2 separate regions of the Sus scrofa genome follow, and region 1 is linked to region 2. A link is a contact called in public Hi-C data. All regions are on one chromosome and are shown on one strand. Each heading gives the region's core, a stretch centred on a gene start, on an enhancer-like site or on the middle of the called end of the contact. The rest is flanking DNA. Distances are from core to core; before and after follow the strand shown. Region 1 overlaps LOC110256262 (a long non-coding RNA gene). Region 2 overlaps PRICKLE2 (prickle-like protein 2).

Region 1 (7,055 bases), core at 2,614-5,113, 120 kb after region 2:
CTGCCCAGATGCCCAGCTCATTCAGGTCTCTGGCCACAGAGCTCATCTGTGTCACCTGAAGGCTCTGTAGCATTGAATTTGTAAACCTAACCCTTAATGTAGAAACTAATTTTCTTTCTTTTTTTTTGGTTTTTTTTTTTTTTTTTTTTTTTTGGTCTTTTTAGAGCCGCACCTGCAGCATATGAAAGTTCCTAGGCTAGAGGTCAGACTGGAGCTACAGCTGCTGGTCTATACCTCAGCCATAGCAAGGCCAGATCTGAGCCACGTCTGTGACCTACATGGCAGCTCACAGTAACACTGGTTCCTAAACCCACTGAGCAAAGCCAGGGATCACACCCACATCCTTATGGATACTAGTCGGGTTCTTAACCCACTGAGCCACAACAGGAACTCCTGTAGAAACTAATTTTTATAAATAAAATACTCACACATATGTATACATATGCACAGAAATATGTGGGTGTGTGTGTCTAAGGCTCATGCCTCATGACTTCATTGTTTTCACACCTTTTCCTTTTTAAAAAATCCACTGTGACTCAGAACACCTACTTTTGATTCAACACATTGAAATCTAAAAACTCTATCACCCCATACGTCCTAGAAATGTAAGTGAAATGTTACAGTTCCCCTAATCTGACCTCTTATTTTATACATGTGATCACAGAGCTAGTGTAGAGCCAACAATTTAGCTTCAGAAGAGGCATCAGAAATTATTCGGTCTTCATAGACCCTTACTTTGCTAGAAACCTCATTTAGGAAAGGTTTTTGTTATCTGATTCAGTTTTTATAAGAAATAAAAGAGAAAGAATCAAAGAAACTCAAACATTTAATTAGTCATGTTAATTTTCTTTCTTTTCCTCCCCCAAATCCCCAAGTATCACAAAAATGCTCCTAGATACTCCAAAAACAGGTTTACCTCCCCCTAGCCCTGAGAACCTCTGTGCTGTCTTGTATTAGTTGCTAGGTAACTGAAGAAGATTTATGCACATCTATTGTTAATTTTGAAGACAATTTTCAGCTCTGCCATAAACAGCGCGAGAAGCAGACACCACACTTGCTTAAGAGAAACTCCTCTCACCTTCTCTAAGCCACTGCATTCCAGAGCACATCTACAAGGTCCAAAATATTCTGGTAAATCTCCAGCTGTCTGCAAAAGTGGTTCAGCAAATCTGAGACGGGTGGGCCCATCTCCAGTGCCCTCTTGTGCCAGACCCATTGGAAGTTTTATTTAAAGACCATAACCATTGTCTGCCCTCTTCGTTAGCCCGCGTGAAATCTAATCTTGTGCTTAGATTCCCTCGCCTCCTTCAACCCTGTTCTTCCCTGCAGCACCATAACTTCATCTTGGAATGGAAAACTTTGTATTGCAGAAGCATCTGCAAAATTATTCTCAAGCCAATGGTTTCATTACCTTCTTAAAGACTCTTGTTAAGCACAAGTACAATTTATACTGGTTTGGGTCACAGGTATGGCTTTTATTGGTAAAGGGATGAGGGGACTCAGCTTATGCGATGGCCCCCCGAACCAAAGTTTTATAGAGAGATCATCGTTATAATGATCCTGTGTATTTGGGAAGCAGTTCATGTTTTACTAGAAACTTCCCTGGACATCCTACCAGTTGATTCTCACCAAAATGCCACCAGAGGCAGGGTCCCTGGCATTGCCACTCCTGGCTTAGATGACTTGCAGGGTTCAACAGTCAGCCAACTGATGATCCAGCTTTGTTGTATACTAATTTATCTGCCTCATAGGCGCCAAAGAGGTGTCTCCAAAACAGAAAACTCAAGTTCCCATTGGGGCTCAGCAGTAATGAACCCAGCTGGTATCCATGAGGACAGGAGTTTTATTTCTGGCTTCACTCAGTGGGTTAAGAATCTGGCATTGCCATGAACTGTGGTATAGGTTGCACATGCAGCTTGGATCTGGCGTGGCTATGGTGTACGCCGGCAGCTGCAGCTCTGATTTGACCCCTAACCTGGGAACTTCCATATGCCACAGGTATGGTACGGCCCTAAAAAGACAAAAAACCAAAACTAAAACAAAACAAAACGAAAAAAAAACAGAGACAAGAATATGCCAATTAATTGAAACCAGCTAGTGACATTTCATCACTTACAGGATCCAAGTTCACATTCCTTAGCATGGAAGCTGAGGGCTTCCATCCCTGCTGGCTACCTCTTCATCATTTCCCATCAGGTTCGCTTCAGGTTTTGCATCCCACCAGCACTGCCTTCAGTCCAGTGCTCTGTATGTCCCACCATTTCTTGCCCTGGGGGCTTTGGTCATACTGTTTATTCTGCTTCCAAATCACACATTCCCACCATTAAATTCTTGCAGTCTCTCCATTGGGAAGCTTTCTCTGACACCCCTTCCCCACTTCACCCCTGCTGAGCTAGATGCCCCTCCTCTGGGCTCCCAGAATACTCAATGTATAGCTCTGTCAGCACATCTGTGGAATTGTTCTATCATGCTTTGCTCATCTGTCTGTCTCCCTCACTACCTGCTTGAGTTTTTTTCAAGGCAGTGTCTATATATTCTCTCCCTCCTTTTGATATGCCCCAGAACACACTACTCAGCCCATCTTGATCCCCAGTTTGCGGAAGGGAAGGCACAGAGAAAACAGAGAAAGCAATTGTAACAGGGAGGCCGGTACCACCATCAGCCTGAATCACAGAGAAGGCAACCCTGGCTCTGAAACCCCAGGCAACGCGTTATCAAATGGAAGATCTGGAATGTGAACAGGAAGAAGGATCCTTAGAGATAACCCAAACTATCCTTTAATATAGTGGAAAGAGCTCCTGCTTGCATACTTCCAAGGATGGGGCACTCACTGCCTCCCCCGGCTGCTATTCCCTTTGTTGATCAGCTAGCCTGTGAGACCGTTTTTCCCTTGGGTGATGCTGAAACCAGTTTCCCCATGATGTGCATCAGCCAGATTCTGCTTTTGTCTTCTGCTCTTAGACATTTCCTCTTGGCAGACAGAAACCTCAGACTTCCCGCTGCATGGATGAGACACCCTCGAGTTGTTCCTGCCTCCCTCGATCATCATCAAAAATGCAAAATTACCAGATTCCTGGCCTGAACACAGGCGCTTTCCATGCACTTTCTAACCCAAACCTCCCTGAGACGCAGTTGAAAACCCCGTCCAAGATCACACAGCTAGAAAGTCACAGATCATGCCTAGACCCCAAGGGATCCATTTCACATTCATGGATTTAACTACCTCACTCTCGCCTGTCTGAGTGCTTCAGCCATTGACAGTGAAAAGCTAAGCTGATTAAAGGTACAGAATTTGCACACCCTCTCTTCCCCACCCTTTCCTCTAATAGAGCTTTATGGGGATATCTCTCCTCTGAGCTTTGTTTTTAAAGATAAATTTATTTCTTATCGTTCCTCCTTCCCCAGCCCCATCTGAGGAAAAAGATGTCTGGGTTGCTGGCTCTGCAAATGTCCTGTGATTCACTGGTGCTGCACCAAGATGAGCCAACTCATTAGTTTCAAAGTCTCAAATTAATCTTACATTACTGTTCCTGAAGGTGAAAGGTCATTTTTTATCTTCTTAGCTGTATCCACCCGCTCTGGGAAGAAATTGGATCTTTCTGCAGGCAGAGACCCCACCCCTAATGGACCAGCTGTTGATGTTTCTCTTCTTTGTCCTGAGCGAGACTACATAGAGAGCCAGGATTGCTTGAAAAACCCAGAGGTGGTTGTTTTTAAAGCAGGAGGGTTTTGCAAATTGTAGGGCAGAGAAATGAGGAAGAGGCTGGCAACGGGAGTGTTGAAAAAAGCTAGAGACTGACACAGAAGACTCTGCCAGAAGGAAGCCTGTGGCAACTGGAAGGAAAGTCCCTTCTCCCAACTCCAGCTTTGCAGCTCCCTCCTCCGGCGCCTCCTAGTGGCAGAACATAGCATGGCACCAGCTGGCTGGCAGAAATGGCAGTTCTAGCGACCATATCACCAAACTGCAGAGACTTTGAAGCTTCAAGACAACAGTTTAATAACCGGCACCAGCCATCATACCTACAGCAAACTCTGTTATGAATTTGATTGGGCTTGGGGGCGGGAGGGGCAGGGGTGGAGGTCCTGGTAGGGTGGGAGTGCTTCATGGAATGGTCCTAGCTCAATCCTGATAACCTCCCAAATCACAAGGGGCACTGCCCCTCCAGAATGAGACATGGTTCCCAGGTTGGGCTGTCTCAGTTACAGTGAAATTCCTCCTGGATAGCCCTAACTGGATCAAAGCTGCATTGAGGAGGGGAAGAAAGCTGCATTGAACGCTGCCTGCTTGTGTTCACAAGAGCTATTGTCTTACCCTTAACCTTGTAATCAGAGCGAATGCATGGACCAGTGTTTGCTTTCCCCGACCTGGACCTTCTTCTAAACATTTTCTCCCAAACATTTTCTCCCAACCCCATGGGGAAGTTTGGTATTGAAAGGAGGGTTGAAGGGGGTGGAGTGCAGCTCGAGGAGTAATGGGAGTAGAGAAAGCATAGCCTTCCCTTTACATAGTGAAGTGCATCTCCATGATAGAAGCCTTGGAGAAAGCATGGACTGTCCTGTAGCTTTGGGGTAGGATACCATCTGAAGGAGACAGAAATTAGGTTTTTTTATTTTCCAGTGTATTAGGCATCAAAAATACCCCAGGAATATCTTGGAGCCAAACGCCATTCCTTAAAGATAGCAGAACTAAAGAGAGCAGGGAAAAGGTCAAGGTAGAAGGTGAGATTTTGAGGAAGGAAGCAAACCATAACCACTAGAGTTTTTAATTCATCTTAATTTTAACTGATATTTAGCAAGAATTGAATGACCCCATGAAACCAGGCCATGGTGGTAATATTTATTGCATGTCATGCTTCCAATTTGGTTTAATTCTCCCTCAAAGACAGAGAGGCAGCAGGGCATGAACCCGCTAGAGATTAGAGCCCCATGAGTGCAATTGAGGAGCAGGGCTGGCAAGAAAGAATGGCTCTAAATCAGGTCCAGGTGTGGAAGCAGCAATTATTCCAGCTACTGCTTTTTACCTCCAGTTAAGCTGGCATCATGGGGAAGGAGGGCAAGTTGCCAAGTAGTAGCCTGCCCATGGTCTGAAGCCATTTTCCCCATTCCAGCCTGGAAGGGGACAGAAGTGAGGAACGAGATCATATCAACCTGGGTGGCTCACCAAATGCTGTGTCCTGGGTCTCCATCCCCTGGCCAACTGATTTTTTAGTTTGAGTTGACTTTCACCCTACACAGACAGGTGTAGACATGAATAAGGCTGGTTCCTGGCTTAATATGGAGCAATGGACACAGGTTTCTACAGACCCTTCAGGGATGGGGTATTGAGAGTCAGTAACTCTGTTTGCCCAGCATCCTTTCTACCTTCTTCTGGCCACAGTAGCATGATTTTCTCATGGTGGACCACCACTTCTTCACTTTCAGCAAATTAAATCTTGGTTCTAGATTCTTCTTTTTCCAACTTTACCCAGCACTAGGATTAGACATAATTCTGGCCAACTGAAATCAACCCTCAGATTTTTTTTAGATTTTTGCTGGAACCCTCAGGAAGGAAAATGTTTCTTCTGGGGGCAGTTGCTGGGAGAATAGCTTTTGCATCCCTCAGCTATGGTTACAAATCTGCATCACAGACCCTCTCATGGCCCAGGTGTCCCGGGTAGCACAACAGTAAGTGTTGATTGTCACACTGACAGGTCTGCAGGTTGGCTGGCATGCTTCCACTTCCAGCTCATGTCTGTGGTCAGTGAGCCAGCTCTGCCCTAAAAGTCTTATTTTTCCTTCCAGGACCCTCTGGCTAACTGGGGCATGTTCTCATGGTGGTTCCAGAAGAACAAGAGAAAGGCAAATGAAAGCAGGCAGTTTTTTTTAAGGGTGAGACTTGGAACTGATGCACTGTCATTTCCAAGCATATTCTTTTGGCCAAAAGAGATCATATAGTTACACCCAACATCAGGAGTGGGTGCAAAGTCAGTGGCATGTAGGAAGGGTGCTAGATTGGGAAACTTCTTGCCATCAATCCCACAGCATAAGCTGCCTTCCCTGGTGGCCACTTTACCACATGATGGGACAAGCTCATCTGCGTGAAGCCACCAGAAAATAGAGCAAAGCAAGAGTTGGAAACTTGGATGTGATAATATCACTAGAGTCCCTGAATCCTGTTGTGTCCTAACTTTTCAACTATTTCATTGTTTAAGTCTGTTTCAATTGAGTTTCTATCATTTGCAATAATAAGACTGATGGATCTGTATTGCTCAGGATGCTCGGGAAGTACAGTGGCAAGTCTGAGAGGAGTGGCTGGATCCAAAGGGAAGTCAAGAGAGAGAAAATGGGTTCTGGAAGCTGAGCCCAGAACAGCTGCCAGAGGCCATTGGGCTTGGATGGCAGAGCCTTGCAAGGCACCCACAGGTGGCCAGTGAGCATGCTGGAGGTTACTGGCCTTAGCTTGCTTGGGACCAGAGATCTACATGGGCTCTTGTTTCTACAGCATTCAACAGAAACAGAGGAAGCCTATCAGAGGAGGCCCTGCAGATTCGAGCTGCACTTCCCACCCCCAAGGAAAGAAAGGCTTCTATTCTGGCAAAATGCCCCTGGGATTTCCAAGGTTGTAGGTACTAGACCAAGTCCTTGAACGTGTGATTCTAGAAAAGGAACCAAAGATTGGAGAGAAGCAAGTGAGGCTTCTGGCCTAAGAGGAAGGCCCACAAGGACACCAACATCTGAGTAGCTTTGGAAACCACATTAACTAGAGCTGCTGCAATTTTTTTTTTTTTTTGGCCTTACCTGTGGCATGTGTCAGTTCCCAGGTCAGGGTTTGATCCCATGCCACAGCAGTAATAATGCTGGATCCTTAACCCACTGAGTGACTAGGGAACTCCCCAACATTAATATTTACTGAGAATAACCCACACAGCAAGCACCCGGCCAAGGAATTGTCAGGTATTAGAATATCTACTCACAAGCAATCTAAGAAGTCGGTATTTTGCTGTCTTTGACAGAGGAGGAGGAGGATGAAGTTGGAGAGTCTCCAGCCCCTCTAGGGTCCTCGGGCTGAATCCTTG
Region 2 (6,955 bases), core at 4,190-6,689:
GACCATTAATGTGGTACAAAGATGACCCTAAATTTCTCTTTCTCCTTGACAGATTTTCATTTTAATTAGGGTGATCCCATCTGCCATCCCTTTTTAAATCCATATACTAGCAGAACAGGGCAATGCCTCTCAATCTAAACTCTACTCAGACAGGTTTGAAGGGCAAAGAATTTAGAGAAGTTGGCATTAGAAAGGGGCTTACTTGTAGAATTAATAATTCAATTAGTGGAGATATTATGGGCAATCTACATTTCCATGATATGACATCCCCCCTCCCCCACGAGTTAGCCCAGGAGAGGAGCACTTAAGAAAAAATACTCGAAATGACATTTCCATATACTCCTGAGATTCCAGGGACATCGACTCACTAGGAAAAGCCAGACAGAAATCGAAATGCATGACTCCATGTGCTCAGTTCCCATTGTTAGTTTCTCATGTTGCTTCAGAGGAAAGAAGACTCTCAAATAGCTAGTTTAACATAAATATGTCTATTCCCTGCATACTTTCCAAACTTTAAATCCTGCAAATTCTTTCCAAACTTCTGGTTAAAAGGAAAAAAAAATAGGTTAATTGCTCTGACCCCCTAAAAAGACCAGTGCAGACTAGCAAATATGTTCACACGCAAACAAGCACACACAGAGCACCCTGCCTTTTTTTTTTTTTTTTTTTTTTTTTTTTTGAGTGGTTCGGATTTCTCATCAAGAATCTGGCAAGCTCTGGGTCCTGGAGTCATTTCCAACCCCATAGCCTTCCCCCTCTCATACTTTCAGTCGGTATGTAATTTAGACCTACGTGGATTTAAAGCACAGTGGCCGATGTGTAAATAGCCAGGGTTCTGCTATGAAACCTAAGGCCACTGCCCATGAAATAAAGAGCAGTGATTTATCATACAATGTGCTTTTTGTTTTGTCTTTTTAAAAGGATAGATCTAACTTCCATGGCTCTTAATAGTTAAATGAAGATGTAGTAAAGACCTTAAAATGAAGCCTCAAGGAAAAAGAGGAATATTCTCCCTCCTCCAACTCCAGTTGGAGTTCCGAACCAACTTCCTAATCCTGCTGTTTCTGGGCCAACCACCCCCACCCTTCTCTTTTCCCTTCCTAAGAACCAACTGCATTGCAGCCTGTTCCCTCTTGGCTCTGCCAGAAGGGAGCCCTCCTGCCTGCCTGGGACCACCCACAGATTCCTGGCTCTGTTTGGACAGGAGGACCCAAGTGCACAGAAGGGAACATCTTGCCTGTTTCCACAAGGGGGGTGAGTCACCTTGGTGGAAGCAGTCAGATCTCAGTAATCCTTACACCCCCGCCCTGATTGCCTAACATGGCCAGAGTTTGGGTGGCATTCACAGAGGGATGTCCAGGCAGCCGCTGGTGGACCAGCGCTTGGTTGGCCAGAGCATCACTACACAGAGAGGTTTATCAAAAATACAGACTTCCAAGGCCCATCTTAAGACATTCTGATTCAGTAGGTCCTGGCGTAGCAACTGAGACCCTCCACATTTTCAGGCTTCCTAGTTAGTGAGGATGGATAGCCAGGTTGGCAAAGCTCTGCTCTAGAGGCGAGACACAGAAGAAAAGGCCTCTCTCAAAGAAGTGAGATAAGGAGGAAATATGGGAAAATATGTGTTTCTTGGCACCAGCACCACAGGATTCTTTCCAGGTGCCTTTTGAAAGAGGAACCGCCTGCGCCCTGGTGTTCATGGAATTGGTCAGAAGAAGAGGGTTTAAAAACGGAGCACAGGGAGTTCCCATTGTGCTTCAGTTGAAACGAATCTAACTAGCATCCATGAGGAGGCAGGTTTGATTCCTGGCATGGCTTAATTGGTTAAGGATCTGGCGGTGCCGTAAGCTCGGATCTGGAGTTGCTCTGGCTGTGGCGTAGGTCAGTGCAGCTACAGCTCTAGTTCTACCCCTGGCTTGGGAATTTCCATATGCTATGGGTGTGGCCCTAAAAAGACATAAATAAATTAATTAATTAAATAAATAAAATAAAATAAAAATAAAAACAGGGCACAAACTTGGGAAGTGATGAGACTTGGCTTCTACTGCAGCCTCTGAGACTGACCGACACAGATCCAGTGCCTGTGATTTCCAGGGACTGGGAAATTTTACACAATAAGGCAGAGTCTCCGTTTCCTCAGATGACGAAAGGGGATGAGGAGGCCGAAGATGATAACTAACGGCTAACGATGACATTGTGTGTGCTTTGCACTGGTGCAGATCTCATGTTGCAGGCATTAGTTCCCAGGAGAGTTGTGAGTACGATGTAAGATATTTCATGTAACATACTCAGCATACTGATTTATACATCATCAAAGAGTGGCTACTGTTACAGTTTTATGGCCTTGTTTGACCAAAAAGGTAACTGCCCTACTTTGTCTTTCAACAGGACCAACAAATCTTCTGCTTGCCTCCGGCCAACAGCCTCTGGCCACCACAGTCCCTCCCTACCCCTCTCTGTCCCTACACCGTGCACCTTTAGGTTCTGCCTTGGAAGGCCTTGATAAAAATAAAACTCTTCTCATGGAACAATTGTTTCTAAAGCGCCTAACACTCTTCTTTTAGACATACATGCTTCACATGTAATTTACTTTTTAGACCAATTATTTAGCAGGATCCTAAAAGGCTTAGGACAGAAAAAGAAGTTAAGGAAAAGCTGAAGCTCAGTCTGTAAACCGGGTGAAATCTGCATATCCTTTCAGGTTAAGAAGCTTCCTCTTTGGATCAGAGACACCTCGGAAAAACTATTATAATCCATATATTTTCTTTCCGGAAAAATCCTATGCCAGCACTCACACACATAAAATATTCTGTACAGGCGTTCACACTGTGGCACAATGGGATGGGCGGCATCTCTGCAGCACTAGGACACAGGTTTGATCCCCAGCCTGGCGCAACGGGTTAAAGGATCCAGCATTGCCACAGCTGTGGCACAAATCTGACCTCTGTCCTAAGAACCACATATGCTATGGGGTGGCCAAAACAAAACAAATTCTGCTCATTATTTCAGGGGATTTGTTCCATGGAAGGCTATGAATGGAAACCTTTGGAAAATTGTGGCCTCTAAGTTAAAAATCCATCAGAGGTTGGCGAACTTTCTTTACCTTTATTTATTTATTTATTCATTGCTATTTTTAGGGCTGCACTTGCGGCATATGAAAGTTCGCAGGATAAGGGTTGAATCAGAGCTGTAGGTGCTGGCCTATACCACAGACAGAGCAACACCAGATATGAGCCACATCTGAGATCATGGCAATGCCAGATCCTTAACCCACTGAGTGAAGCCAAGGATCGAACTTGCATCCTCATGGATACAAGTCAGGTTCTTAACCTGCTGAGCCACAATGGGAAATCCAAGGTTGGCAAACTTTCCGTAAAGAGCAGGAGAATCAGTATTTTCAACTTTGCAGGTCATGTGGTCTCTAACAAAACTACATCTGCCGTTGAAGAGGGAAAGCAGCCAGAGACGATAACTAGTGTCACTAGCTATCACTGCATGACTGTGTCTCAATAAAACTTTATTTACAAAAAAGTGACCCAGATTCTGGTTGTGATTTGCTGACCTTTGCTTACAGTTTTGCTAAACCACTGTGGGTAGAAACTCACTTGGGGAATGTGTAGTTCCAGAACCTGTTGTGGAGTGTGGTCTGACAGGTGGGCATGCCCTCAGCCCTCAAGTCCTCTCCATCCTGCCTGAGCACCTTCTCAGTGTACTTGTTTCCACACCATAGCAGTTCTAAGGAGATGCTGCCAACCTCTTCCCCAGCTCTGGACCCCAGATCCTCAAGCACCACATCCTCAGAGCTATTGGTATTAAAAAGCCCCTTCTGTATAAATGAACAGAGCTTCCTCACCAATGATCATTGTCATCCCTGGAATATAATGTGGCTCCACATACACTGGAGGGGTCTGAATGGAAGTGACTGACATAGTGACAAGTTTCATCCCAAGTAAGTCTTAAAAAGGAGAGACCAATAAGAATAATATAGCTTAGAACAAAACAAAACAAAAAACAGAGCAGGCCTGGGTTGTCCTAAATCATTACATGACTTACTTAAGTGGAGTCACCACAGGATAGAAAATTGCCTTATTAATTTTGACAAATTTCACCTAGAGCACCACATCTTTACGTGTGCCATGATTAAAACATCATCCTCAGACCAGCAGGAGGAGAAAGGCACTCGATTTTCCCCTGTGGTCATGTTTTTTTTAAGAATCCTTTAAATAATATACACGGCTGTAATCAGATGCTACCCAAAGAGGATACGACATCGTGAACCCCAGAGAAGTGCCTGTTTCTCATCCTTCCTCTGCTGGGACTGTCTTACCCAACATGCAGGATATATATACATCTGGGCGGTTCATTAAACAATGTTCAGGGGAGCTTTTGTACTGACTGTGTGGCCACAGACTGTCTTTTGTATCCTGAACTTGGGCTTATTCAGATAAGTGTGTAACGGGGGGAGCGTGTGTGTGAAGTCACCCCAACAGCCAGTGAGACAAAAATCACCCGATTCAAGAATCATTTGGAATTTGGCAGCCAAGCTCCCAATTCACTTTCTTCATTTCCCAAGAAATCTCTTCTTAATATAAAATAATTTCCCTGCTGACAAAACTGGGGGGTGGGGAAGGGGAGTTTGGGGTGAGGGAAGGCTGGTTTTCATCCAGAGAAAACTGTGAGCTCAAGAACAATACCTTGAGGTAAGGGAAACTGGACCCCCAAAGCACACACCACACGATGAGTACATGTGGAATCCGTTTAGTCTGCGAGCCTCTAGGCTACATCATAAAAGTTTAAAACCCTGCCCTGATCTAACAATTGTAAATTCTTGAGTTCACTCAGTTTAAAAACATTCCAAGGAACACTGCCACAGAAGAGCTTCAGCATAAACAAGGGGGTATTTCCAGGGTGCTCCCCACCCCCACCTCCAGGCTGGAGGAGGTCAGAGCAATGCACCCTTCGTAGGACTATCTTATTCAGACCATGGTCTACCTCACCAGCTGAGAAAAGATATTTGTCTGTCCTCAAAGCGCTGACATCTACTTGCTGACATTGCCAAAAAGAATGTGAGATGAAGCAAGTCTTTTACTAGATAAACATTTGGTTTTGATAAGGGAAGTTCTTTTCTTCTAATGGAAACAACCAAAAATGCCATCATTGCATTCTTTCACTGGAGGCGAGTCTCAGAGATGTAGCTGGGGTGCTACAGGCTTGGGGACTTAACATGGGGGAAGGGAGGTCCTGCTTTGCCCAGGGAAGCCATGTTTGGTTTTGTTCTTAGAGATCGTTGATCTGAGCTTCCTAATTAGGAAGACGCCTGGAGAACATCAAGAGGTCAAATATTTATACGTGGAGAAGAGGCCAGACTTGTCTAATGTGCTCTTGCGATGTGGAGGTGAGTCACTTCCAGAGGCAGCCAGGATTGCAAGCAGCAGAGTTCATGAAGGACAACCAGCCTCAGCAGAGAGGGCCTCCCTCCCTGAGCTGGATCCTCTGAGCTCATCGCCCCATCTGGGTGCTCAGCATGGCACCATGGCAGGACTCCTGGTCCTTGTGAACTCAGCTCCAGTCCCTGCCATTTCAGAAAGCCTATGCATGTTTCTCTTCCCAAGAAGGGATGCCTGAGACCAGTTGCCCTGGAAAGGTTAAAACCTTAAAGAATACTGGGGGTCAAGCCGATAGATGGCTGGGCTGCATGATGCTACATCCTGTCTCCTTGGTTCCAGAATTATAGTCCATCACCCACAGTCCACTCCTTTTCTGCTCTCTGCATCTCTTCTCTTCCTCCCCACCCAACCCCTCCGCCTTTACATCAACCCTCTAAGTTCCACTGAAGAATGAAACACCATTTTTCCTTCTTGGTCTTTAATCTGTCACTAATTGGGATCAGTATTTTCCAGTTACATAAAGAGCGCCTGTGTGGCTTTATAACATATGCTGACAAATCATTTGGCAAACACTTTCTTTTGTTGCAACAAACTGCACCATGGAGAACTGTAGCACTGGCAACCAAACACGTACACTCTTAATGAAGCAACGGAGATAAGAAATCCATCTCGATGCTGGCTGCAGGGAGCTCTAGGGAGCCAGAGACATATGCAAAAGGAAAATAGTGATCTATTATATAGGACGGATGTTTCTTGGAATGGTTTCCAGATGGATCCAGGAGGCTCCAGAAGAGAGGGGTACTGAAGAATTATGCAAGGGTCACATGGAGGGTGCTGTTATGTCACAAATAATTTATTCAGGAGGAATCTGTCTCAGCTTTATCAATGTAATTAAGACTTTACAGAGCAGTTCCTAAAGCAGGGCACTGCATCAGGTTAAATGACAGTAAGGGATGAGAAAGACTCCGACTTGATAAAGGACAATGCTTGATTTATTAATTCAGCAATGATTACTAAGAAGCCACAATGTATCCAATACTGTTCAAGGCTCTTGGGATCCTTTAGAGAATAAAACAAAGATCCTTGGCCTTACATTTAGTAGAGGGTGGAAGAAAGGTCAACAGACAAAAAATAGGCCTAAAAAAACTACTGTGTTAGAAAGTGGCTAAGTTCTTTGCATATAAGAAAAACAGTGCACTAGAGAAATGAGGAAACTCAGAGAGCAATATGACCATTTGAAACAGGTTGTCCAGAAGACAAAACTGTAACAGTTATTCCAGTCAAAAAGGGACATTGGATGCAAATGTCCTGAGGCTGGGGCAGGCACAGAGTGTTCAAGGAGCTGCCAACAGCCCAGTGTGGCTGGAGCAGTAAGCCTCAGAGAGCGTAGTGGTTTATGAGACTAAGAAAGGAGAGGAACTGATGGTGGGGTCAAGGGGCTGTTGATCCCGTGGTGACCCGAGGCTATTGAAGAACTTTGTGTTTTATACTGAGAGTGATGGGAGAGCTCCTCTGGAAGGTTTTATGAGCCCTGACTTCTATTATCCAAAGATCCCTGCAGGCTGGGA

Evidence for each region. A called contact is a pair of places that touch in the nucleus more often than the background predicts.
Region 1: a Hi-C map of subcutaneous adipose tissue shows a contact between it and region 2, with 2.0 times the contacts expected there. The contact joins two enhancer-like sites. A contact is called at or near these places in 3 of 47 Hi-C or Micro-C datasets (retroperitoneal adipose tissue, skeletal muscle and subcutaneous adipose tissue).

Annotation. Positions count from the first base shown.
Region 1 is chr13:45,986,683-45,993,737 of Sscrofa11.1, forward strand. All of the region lies in intron 1 of LOC110256262 (a long non-coding RNA gene), which reads right to left. Among named protein-coding and RNA genes, the nearest start is that of PRICKLE2, 22 kb to the left of the region's middle. Within about 2 kb of position 3,864, at least 8 of the 83 cell types and tissues checked have an H3K27ac peak or open chromatin away from gene starts, as enhancers often do. A contact at or near this core is called in subcutaneous adipose tissue, where this site is marked.
Region 2 is chr13:45,866,177-45,873,131 of Sscrofa11.1, forward strand. All of the region lies in intron 2 of PRICKLE2 (prickle-like protein 2), which reads right to left. Among named protein-coding and RNA genes, the nearest start is that of PRICKLE2, 99 kb to the right of the region's middle. Within about 2 kb of position 5,440, at least 23 of the 83 cell types and tissues checked have an H3K27ac peak or open chromatin away from gene starts, as enhancers often do. A contact at or near this core is called in subcutaneous adipose tissue, where this site is marked.